3 separate regions of the Zea mays genome follow, and all the other regions are linked to region 2. A link is a contact called in public Hi-C data. All regions are on one chromosome and are shown on one strand. Each heading gives the region's core, a stretch centred on a gene start, on an enhancer-like site or on the middle of the called end of the contact. The rest is flanking DNA. Distances are from core to core; before and after follow the strand shown.

Evidence for each region. Hi-C and Micro-C count contacts between places; a contact is called where the count stands out from the background.
Region 1: a Hi-C map of tassel shows a contact between it and region 2, with 6 times the contacts expected there. The contact joins the promoter of LOC100279272 here to the enhancer-like site in region 2. A contact is called at or near these places in 6 of 25 Hi-C or Micro-C datasets (bundle sheath, ear, endosperm and 2 more).
Region 3: a Hi-C map of leaf shows a contact between it and region 2, with 5 times the contacts expected there. The contact joins two enhancer-like sites. A contact is called at or near these places in 5 of 25 Hi-C or Micro-C datasets (bundle sheath, ear, leaf and 1 more).

What each region holds. Positions count from the first base shown.
Region 1 is chr1:30,238,970-30,241,851 of Zm-B73-REFERENCE-NAM-5.0, reverse strand. LOC100279272 reads right to left here and starts at 1,612. Exons shown (of 2, transcript NM_001152293.2): 1 at 1-1,612. The coding sequence starts at 1,597.
Region 2 is chr1:29,939,844-29,942,716 of Zm-B73-REFERENCE-NAM-5.0, reverse strand. No RefSeq gene overlaps it. Among protein-coding and RNA genes, the nearest start is that of LOC103633171, 28 kb to the left of the region's middle. Within about 2 kb of position 1,411, at least 20 of the 20 cell types and tissues checked have an H3K27ac peak or open chromatin away from gene starts, as enhancers often do. A contact at or near this core is called in bundle sheath, ear, endosperm and 2 more, where this site is marked.
Region 3 is chr1:30,198,831-30,201,946 of Zm-B73-REFERENCE-NAM-5.0, reverse strand. No RefSeq gene overlaps it. Among protein-coding and RNA genes, the nearest start is that of LOC100279272, 40 kb to the left of the region's middle. Within about 2 kb of position 1,781, at least 19 of the 20 cell types and tissues checked have an H3K27ac peak or open chromatin away from gene starts, as enhancers often do. A contact at or near this core is called in bundle sheath, ear, leaf and 1 more, where this site is marked.

The sequences.
Region 1 (2,882 bases), core at 363-2,862, 300 kb before region 2:
GCGGGATGCTGCCGGAGAGCTTGTTGCTCGAGATATCGAGGAAGGTGAGCAGACGGCATCTGCCGATCGCCGGGGGTACCGCTCCGGAGAGCAGGTTCCCAGAAAGGTCCGCCTTCGAGAGCTGCTGAAGCTTCCCGACCTCCGGCGGGAGCTCGCCGGACAACATGTTCCCGGCGAGCAACAGCTTCTGTAATCCCAGGAGTCCACCGATCCCGGTAGGCACCTGGCCGGTCAGTCGGTTGTTGAACAGACTCAGCTCTCCGATCGAAGAAGACACCTTCCCTCCGTCCAGCCGGAGCTCGCCGGAGAGCAAATTGTTGTGCAGCTCTACCTGCGTCAGGTTCGGCAACGTGAACAGCTTTGCAGGTATCGTCCCGTTGAGAAAATTCTCTCCCAGCCGAATCCTCGTCAGCGACGGGCACCCCGCGAGCCCGTCCGGAACGTCGCCGAATAGCGAATTTCCCAGAGCGATGAACGTCTCCAGCCGCTGGCCGGCGCACAGCTCGGATGGCAGAACGCCGGTGAGCTTGTTCGTGCTCACGTCAACGATCCTCAGCCTGGTCGCCGCCACGCCGAGGTTCGTGGGTATCCCGCCTGTGAAGTTGTTCTCCCACAGCTGCAGAACCTCGAGGTTCGGCAAGTCGCCGATGAACTCGGGAATCTCACCGGCGAGGCGATTCCGGAAGAGGTTCAGCAGGGTCAGGTTCTTGAGCGACGCGAAGCTCGCGGGGATCTCCCCGACGAACAAGTTGTTCGACAGGTCGAGCGATTTGAGCGACCCCATTGCGCCTATCTCCGTCGGGAGCCTCCCAGACAGAGCGTTGATCTGAAGAAACAGAGTGTCGAGCGACGTCAAGTTCGCCAGTTCCGGCGGGATCTCCTCGGAGATGCCGCAGTTAGCCATGTCGAGCCGGACGAGCGCCCGCAGCCTCCCGAGCTCGGGTGGTATACCGCCGGTGAAGTTGTTGTAGTAGCCGAGGTACAGCTCCCTCAATGTCGTCAGGTTGCCGAGCTCCTCCGGTATCTCGCCGGTGAGCTCGTTCCCGGAGAGGGCCAGGTACCGGATGCGGCTCCACTGGCCGTAGGACCTCGGGATGCTGCCGGAGAAGAAATTGCCGCCGAGGTGGACGTGGACGAGGTCGGTGAGGTTGGGGAGCGCTGCCGGCAGCGAACCGGTGAGGTTGTTGTTGTAGAGGTCGAGAACGCGAAGGCTCTTGAGCGACGCGATGATCTCGTCGGGGAAGGCGGTGGAGTTGAGTATGTTGTTGGAGAGGTTGAGCGACTGGAGGTACGGGAAAGAGGAGAGCGCGGCGGCGGGGATGGGGCCAGATAGATTGAGGCCGGAGAGGTCGAGGGAGATGACTCGTGTGTCGGTGGCGTCGCAGGACACGCGCGGCCACGAGCAGACCGCGGTGTCCGGAGTCCAGTGCGTGGAGAGGTAGCCCGAGGGGTCTGCTACCGCCGCAGAGAGGTTGAGGAGGGCGGCAGCGTCCTGAGAAGAGAATGAATCGGCTGCGGTGCACTGGGTGGCGGTGGCGATGAGGAGGAGGACGGGGAGAAGGGTGGATGCGGCCGCCGTGGAGGGCGCCATCGCCATGGATGGTGTGGTGAGTGGAGTGGGTATCCGTCCGAGGCAGGCGGACAGCGTGGGTTATAGAGAGAGAGTGTGTTGTTTTCCATTCGTTTTCTTTTGGTTGTTGTTTTGTATGACAGCCTGCGAAAAATTTAGATTTGCATCGTAGTCCTTTGTCTCCTTCAATGGCCTCAAGGTTTTGCGGTATATTATCATCAATAAAAAAAACTTACCAGAAAAAATATCAGCCATCAGCAGCCTTTGTATCGGATCAGATACAGTTCTCAATGGACAGATACATTGTTAAAATGGGCCGGACCAAGATTTAAATATTCAAATGATGTCCGAAAAGTTTACTTATTAGGGCTAATTTGACGACCTTATTTTTTCAAAGAATTTCTATTTTCTAAAGAGAAATTAGTTTATTTTTAAAAAAATCTTAAAAATAAAGTTACCAAACTAGTCTTTACTAAATTTTCTTACTCTAGAATCAGCCAATAAGGCCCACTTCGACATGTGAGTTTTTTATGTTTTCCTTCGGTTTTTATTTGAAATGAGATGATCACTGTAGCATTCCGTAAAGCTGTATTTTAAAGGGGGTCTAAGTTGAATAAAATAGAGTAAAAGACACAGCTAAACATAGGTTTGTATTCTCGTATAATCTAATTAGTCATTTTTCCTCCGCTTGTCTACTACTACGAATCTAGGATGCAGAAATTTAAACATATTCACAACAAACTGGATATAAGAGTTACATGTTGAAAATTTTCTCCAAAAATTGGTTATTAGGAGCAGGTTAAAAAGTTTCAGGAGTGGATTATGATGTGTACACTAACAGTTCTTCTAAATAAAAAGTGAAAATTGAAAAGTGGATAAAAAATAAGGAGTATACATCCCTACATTCGTTTTATTGGGCCAGCGTGACTCACTACGCAAAAAGAAGCTGCTGGCACAAACTGCACGCGCGCGACAAGAAAAATACGGGTAGAATAGGTGCTGAGTTGGGGAAAAATTTCCTCACTCAACAAAATACGGGAGGGGAGGAGGTGTATGCGGGACACGAAGATTTTTGGGGAGGAAGAGGGAGCTGTTGAAGCGAGGAAACAAATAATTACTCTCTTAATATTGGTTTTCAGGTTGGCTTACTGCTCCTTTTACACTTGCCCTAAGTGTGTTTATTTTAGACGACGATTCTAAGGTGACGTTTGGTGGAGCTCCCACAGCTCTACTTCTAATGAGAATCATTCCCCTACAAGGCTACAACCAAACAACAAAAAATTGAATTGCTTTATACTGGGAGCTGAGTAAA
Region 2 (2,873 bases), core at 162-2,661:
TACTGCTAACCGGTGGTTTTCAGAAGTGACAAGTGAAAAGCCTTGCTTGCTACTCCTCCAGCGGGCAGCAACTTCACCCCACTCCAAATCCTGGCGCTGCAACGTGCATTCACTTGTCTCCCGCACCGTGCCGTGGCTGCAAGGGAAATGGATCGAATGCACGGACATCAGCACCACCACCCGCCCGGCATGTCATGGATGATGTCAAAGCGAATGCGAGTCACGTTGTTTAATGCAAAGCAGTCTAGTCTCGGTTGCTGCAAAGGAGGAGACGGCGGACCGGATCGTCGTACAAGACGACCAGCGCGGCCAGGCGTTCACATCATCTGCAAGCTCAGAATTTCAATCCAAAAAAAAAGAGCTCCCATTACGTTCGTCGGTTCGTCCACAGCATTCACAGCTCTGGCGGCACCGACCGATCGAGTGGGTCAGTAAACACAACGCCGTGGTGGTGTCACGGTGTGAGGTGGCGTGCACAGGCACAATCTGAACGGCGCCTGCTTCCGGGTCGCGACACATATCTCGGCTGACACGACTGCATGCGCGACGTGGGGAATGTTCTCCCGGCACGTTAAGTTGACACGCACCGACACACGTCGTCGTGGAGGGGAGCCCAGCTGAAGCGCTATGGAAGCAGAAGAGGAGGACCTGGGCAACTCGAGTCGTGGGCCCCGCGGACCGCGACGTGTCACGTGTCCCGCTCCCCTGGCGCTTCAGTCTGGTCTGGTGATTTGCTTGTGTGGAAATTACTATTCCGCGCCTGCCGAGCTGCGAAACGTGCACGGGGGGTGGACCGGTCGTCCACCAGGGGCTCGGCCTCGGCTGCGGGTGCCGGCGTCGCACGCGCGTGACTGCTCGCGCGTGCGGTCCGTTCCTTCATTCTTTGGGACCGAGCGAGTGGGCCTGGCCGGCCGGCCGATCGTACGTCGGTGTCGCTGTAGATCTGGTCGGAGATTCGTCTGCTGGCGGTTGGAGCGGTCCGGATCGGGTGCAGCCGGTATCCCTTTCGAGTCACACAGCGTGCTGGTTCTTTTCCCCGCAGGCGGAAAGCGCACAGATGAAACACGAAAGCCTTGACGGCTACAAGCATGACCAGGAAAAAAAGATCACAGCGCCGGAGTCATTCCTTCGGATGCGTTTCACACCGTGCTTGTTCCTTCTTCTTCTTTTGTTTGTTTCATTCAGCGGTCAGCGGTAAAAAAAAATATGTTAGTCACGCACAGGCACAGGTAGTAGCTAGCGGTGCATGCAGTTCGTTTCTGCACTGCGGACACCACACACTGGCCAGCGCCCACTGTTGCTTTCGGCCCGTGGGCATGTGTGTTTTCTTGGGTCGGACGGTCCAAGTCCAAGGCCGGGGTTGGTTATCTGGACCATCCTTGACCCAGGCAGAGGCGGCATCGTTCGTTCCTGTCCGGCCCGAAATTGCGCCACTGTGGGTCGGGCGACGCCGACGCCGACGCGCGCCCACCCAACGCAACGCAACGCAAGGCCGGCACCCCGCACGTCCGATCCTGGTCAGCCACGACGTGGTCGCTGATCCATCCGCAGTGGGGGACTCGTCGTCGGAAACGGAAAGCCACCGCGCTTGCTCGCTCCAACTGCAACGCCGCCGCCGGCCGCCCGTCGCTTTTCACCGTCGGTCGTCTCATTCTACCTCGCTCCGTTAGGCTTTGTTTGGGTACAGAGGGATTGAAGTGTATTAAGGTGTATTGAAGGGGATTGAAAAAAAATTAGTTCATATTACACTTCAATACACCACATACCACCTCAATCCATTTCAATCCGAGATTATCCAAACAAACCCTTAGTGGGCTGGTCCGCGCGGGCGAGTTTGAAATGGCCACTGCAGCTGTTGCTTTATCCGCTGCTGCGCGCGGCACGCCACTGCAAGCACAGAGAGAGAGAGGATCGGAGAGATAGATCCTTTTCTCCTCGGCCTGGGTTCCGTTCCGTTCCGTTCCGTCGATGGGTGCCAGCGTGAGCGTGTGGATGGGATGGCCTGGCTTGCGGGGCTCGGTCACTTGGGAGACCAGACCAGTGAGCCAAGTGATGAATGCCAGCCATCGTATTCGTATTCGTGCGCAAGCTCCTGACCGCGCTCGCCTTTTTTGTGTTTGTTTTTGACCAACTTCTCGCCGGAACCGAAACACCCAAGCTTTGCCGCACGCCGTGGAGAGAGAGAGCGCGTGACGGAAACGTGCGCTAGCTGTTCAGCTGCTGGTCATTGTATTATCTGGCGAATAGGAAGGAATTCCTCTGGGTGGTCAAATACTGGTTGCTGATGCACGCCTGGATATGATCGATGAGGCACTCACTCCATAAGCTTGCACTGCGTGTGACCGGCCGGTCTTTGTTTCTTGTGAAATATTCTCCTTCTAGAACTGGAATGGCAGCAGCAAGATGGAGTGCGTCGTCCAAAATACGCTAAAATAACACACACTACTACTGCTACGACTGCCATTGCTAAAAAGTTCTTTATTTTAACATGTAGTGCCGCCATGCATGCGTGGCAGCTAAAGTTTGATGAGCCTGGACGACGAATTCTTTCTGCAGAAAACCACGTTGCGACAACACCGATCCAACTCTTCAAAATCGTGCATTTAAAACAAAACAACTCCGGCCTAGTCATCATGGTACGGTACTGGACAGATCGATCGATCTCCTGGCCTGGTGGATCCGACTCAGACTCAACTCTGCAGGTCAGGTCTGCAGGTCTGGTCCATCCAGATAATGGGATTAATGAACGCAGTTTCGATTTGTATACAAATTAAAGATTCTTGGCACAGGTGGTTAGGAGTGCTTTATATCGACGAGAAAGACAGTCGCGTTGATTGCAACACGATCCAAGGCGAGATTAAGAACGAAAATAA
Region 3 (3,116 bases), core at 532-3,031, 260 kb before region 2:
TAGGAGTAGTTCTAGTCTAGTTTAGGTTTAGCCTCTCAATCCCCAAATTCTTCGCCTCTCTTCGACTCTACGCCGATTGGAGGAGTCTAGGTCGGCCGGCCCGAGCCTAGACACAACCTAGGATCTCTCCTCCCCGACGGGGTCCCTCCCGGGAGCGAGATCCAGGCCGCCACCGGCGACTTCCGCCGCCCCTGCGCACGCGCGGACCGTCCGGCCGTCAGGCAGAGGACCCAAGCACCTGCACCAGGTCGCGGACCGTCCGGCCCTAGGCCGTGGACCGTCCGCGCCTGACCAGGGAGCACCGCCGCCTCGCGCCAGGTCGCGGACCGTCCGGCTCCGTGCCGCGGACCGTCCGCGCCTGACCAGAGAGCACCGCCGCTAGTTCTCTTGAGTAATTGGCGCCTCCAAAAAGGTGCCAACAGGGAGATACCATGGCCCTTGGTTATTGAGTGGACCTAGCTTTGTGTCGGGGCCTTATGGTCAACCATGGGGGTTGCGGCCATAGCAGTGGATTGAGCTCTCTGCGTCACTAGGTCGTGAACATGTGTGTTATCCCTTCTATGCTTTCACCCATTGATATCAGTTTTGTTGTACCAAAATTTACAAGCAGCATATCTTTCGCAGGAATATTTATGGCATTTGTGGAGAGGTAATGTACAAGTCAAATCGATTATGTGAGATCGATCCAACTAGGAGAACTTTGTAGCTTAGTTTTTTTTTTTCGTTCCACTGGTTTGCAATTATTTTTTGAAAATGAGGGGAAACAACTTTTTTTACCGGAGTCTATAATGAAGTTCCCAATAAACTGTTTGGAAACGATAAACGCCCTGTCAAATGAGGCTTAAAGCTGAGCTCTCATCTCGCATTTTGAGATAATTCTGGGGGTTTTATGTGATAGAAACAGCGCACCTGTGTCGAGATTTTATGCGATGCCCTCCGGAACCGAACGTGTGAAGTTTGGTATCCGAATGGTGTTGATGATTTTTATGATGACAGAAGTACAGATTAATGTCGGGAGGGAGTACTTATGGTGCATGCACTTCACCCACAGCCACAGCAAGTCCAAGTCCGCCTCCCTCGGTGACGTGTGGGGCCTATGTACGATGAGAATGAGAGCCCCACGCAGTCATGGGGGGACCAAAGAGTGACCCCAGGCAAAACATGTGGCAGTGGCAAGCCCTGCTTTTGCAGCATCGGGAGCAAGAAGAAACGGGAGCATTTTCTGCTGCACCAGTTGAGGGGAGTGGGGCCCAGAAGTCGGAAAACAGTGCGTTAAGCGCGGAGAGCGTGAGCCTCGGATTCTCTGCGTGTAAACTCTACGCTTGTATACTACTATAATATACTATACTCCTATCTATAGTAGCTGGTGTGCCGGATTAGCCGTGTGTCACAAACAAAAATCCAAGAAAGCCCGTCATATCAGCAGCCACACATCAAGGAGCCAAAACGAAGGTAAAGTGCGGCGCAAGCGTCCGCAAAGCGCGCGAGCACGCGTTCGGCCAACTCCGGCAGGAGGACCCACGAGGAGCCAGGATTCTAGGATCGCCAAGGCAGCGCCAGCCGGCATGCGGCCAGCGGGCTCCTGAATCATTTCCACCCGCGCAGCGGAACACTCGCGCCGTCGCGCGCGGATCGGCCCCGGGCATGATGCGGTCCCGAACCCCGCGACCGCGAGACTCTGTCCCCGAACACGACCGGCGAACGAGGTGAGGAGGGAAGAGGAACGGAATGGAAGGGAGCCGCCCGTGGAGAAGGAAATGATGATGTGTTGTTGCAGTGTCGCACGGTGCCCGGTTCTCGCGGCGGCGTGGGGCTGGGGCGGGCACTCGGGCGGGCCTGATGGAGCGGCCCAACGCGGCGTCGGCCGCTTTTCCCAGCTTGTCCTTCCAGCGAGTGCGTACGGATGGTTTTGTGAAACGCCATTCAGCTGGGTGACTTTGGAATCCTATCGCGACCTCGCCTGTGTGGCTGTGTGTGAGTATTCTTGCATTTCTGGACGCAGATACCCTGCATGGATCAGCAGCACAGCGGCGCGGCTCTTGGTTGCTGAGTGTAAAATAAGGTGCATCGTGCACGTCTAGATTCTAGATCTTCGACGCGTGGTCCTGGCGATTTAATAAGCAGCCCATCTTGCCTCATTTCGTGCCTCGTCGTCGCGTAGGGACCGGGCCGACATATTGCACGGGCCTGGCCGCGTATCGTGCTGTGGAGTGTGGACCTTCTGCCGGTACTGTGCTCGCTGCAGTAGCCTCCGTTTTGCTGATTGAGCAATCGAATTGGTTCATTTGTCTTGTACGTAAGCCACATCTGACAGCGGGCACAGATAGTCGCTCGGTGTACTGTATGCATAGTACACGGCTCTCGTCAGTTTGCGACGCGATCTGTGAATCTACTATTTCACCGTCCCATCTTGAATCATCGCGTACGTTGACTTTGACAGAGCGTCTATTTGATTAGGTATACGCAAGGAATAGTGACTGCATGAGTAGATAAAAAATAAGTTATTCTGATGTCATTTATCTATATCTACACATACGCTAGAAATGGTCGTACCTGGCCGATCAGGCTCACGTGGGAGTGTGAGAGTAGGTATGCGGGCGCAGTAAGGCGCCTAGTGAATTACAACACTACACATTAGCGGTCTGTTCCTCGACCCTGATATTGATGACCCTCTCTCGCGTTGAATTCGTCGATGTCAACGCGCCTTGAATACCTTCCTGATACTGCTCCACAACCACACAACTGCGCGCAGGGCTCCAGCAGCTGACCACTACGGCATCACCGCCGTCGTCTCGAGCGCCTTCCTCCCTCGTCTCCCGGGGAGCTTCGTTTGGACGCTTCCGGTACGCAGTCGCCAAGCCCCAGAACCCCAGGTTACCGATGCCGGGGGATCGTCGACGGATCCATTAAGAATTCCGGTTGCTAATCTAGAGACAAGAAACACCGGTCCGTGTGTCAAAGCTCGTCGCATCCATGCATGTATGTGCACGCACGACGATCACGTACTTAACTCAGGTCAGCGTCTCCGTCTCCTGCTCTTGTCATTTTCTCCTGATCGAGCTCGCCGATCCACCATCGGGCACCGTCTCTAGTCTAGCGATCTTTGGTTTGAGGCG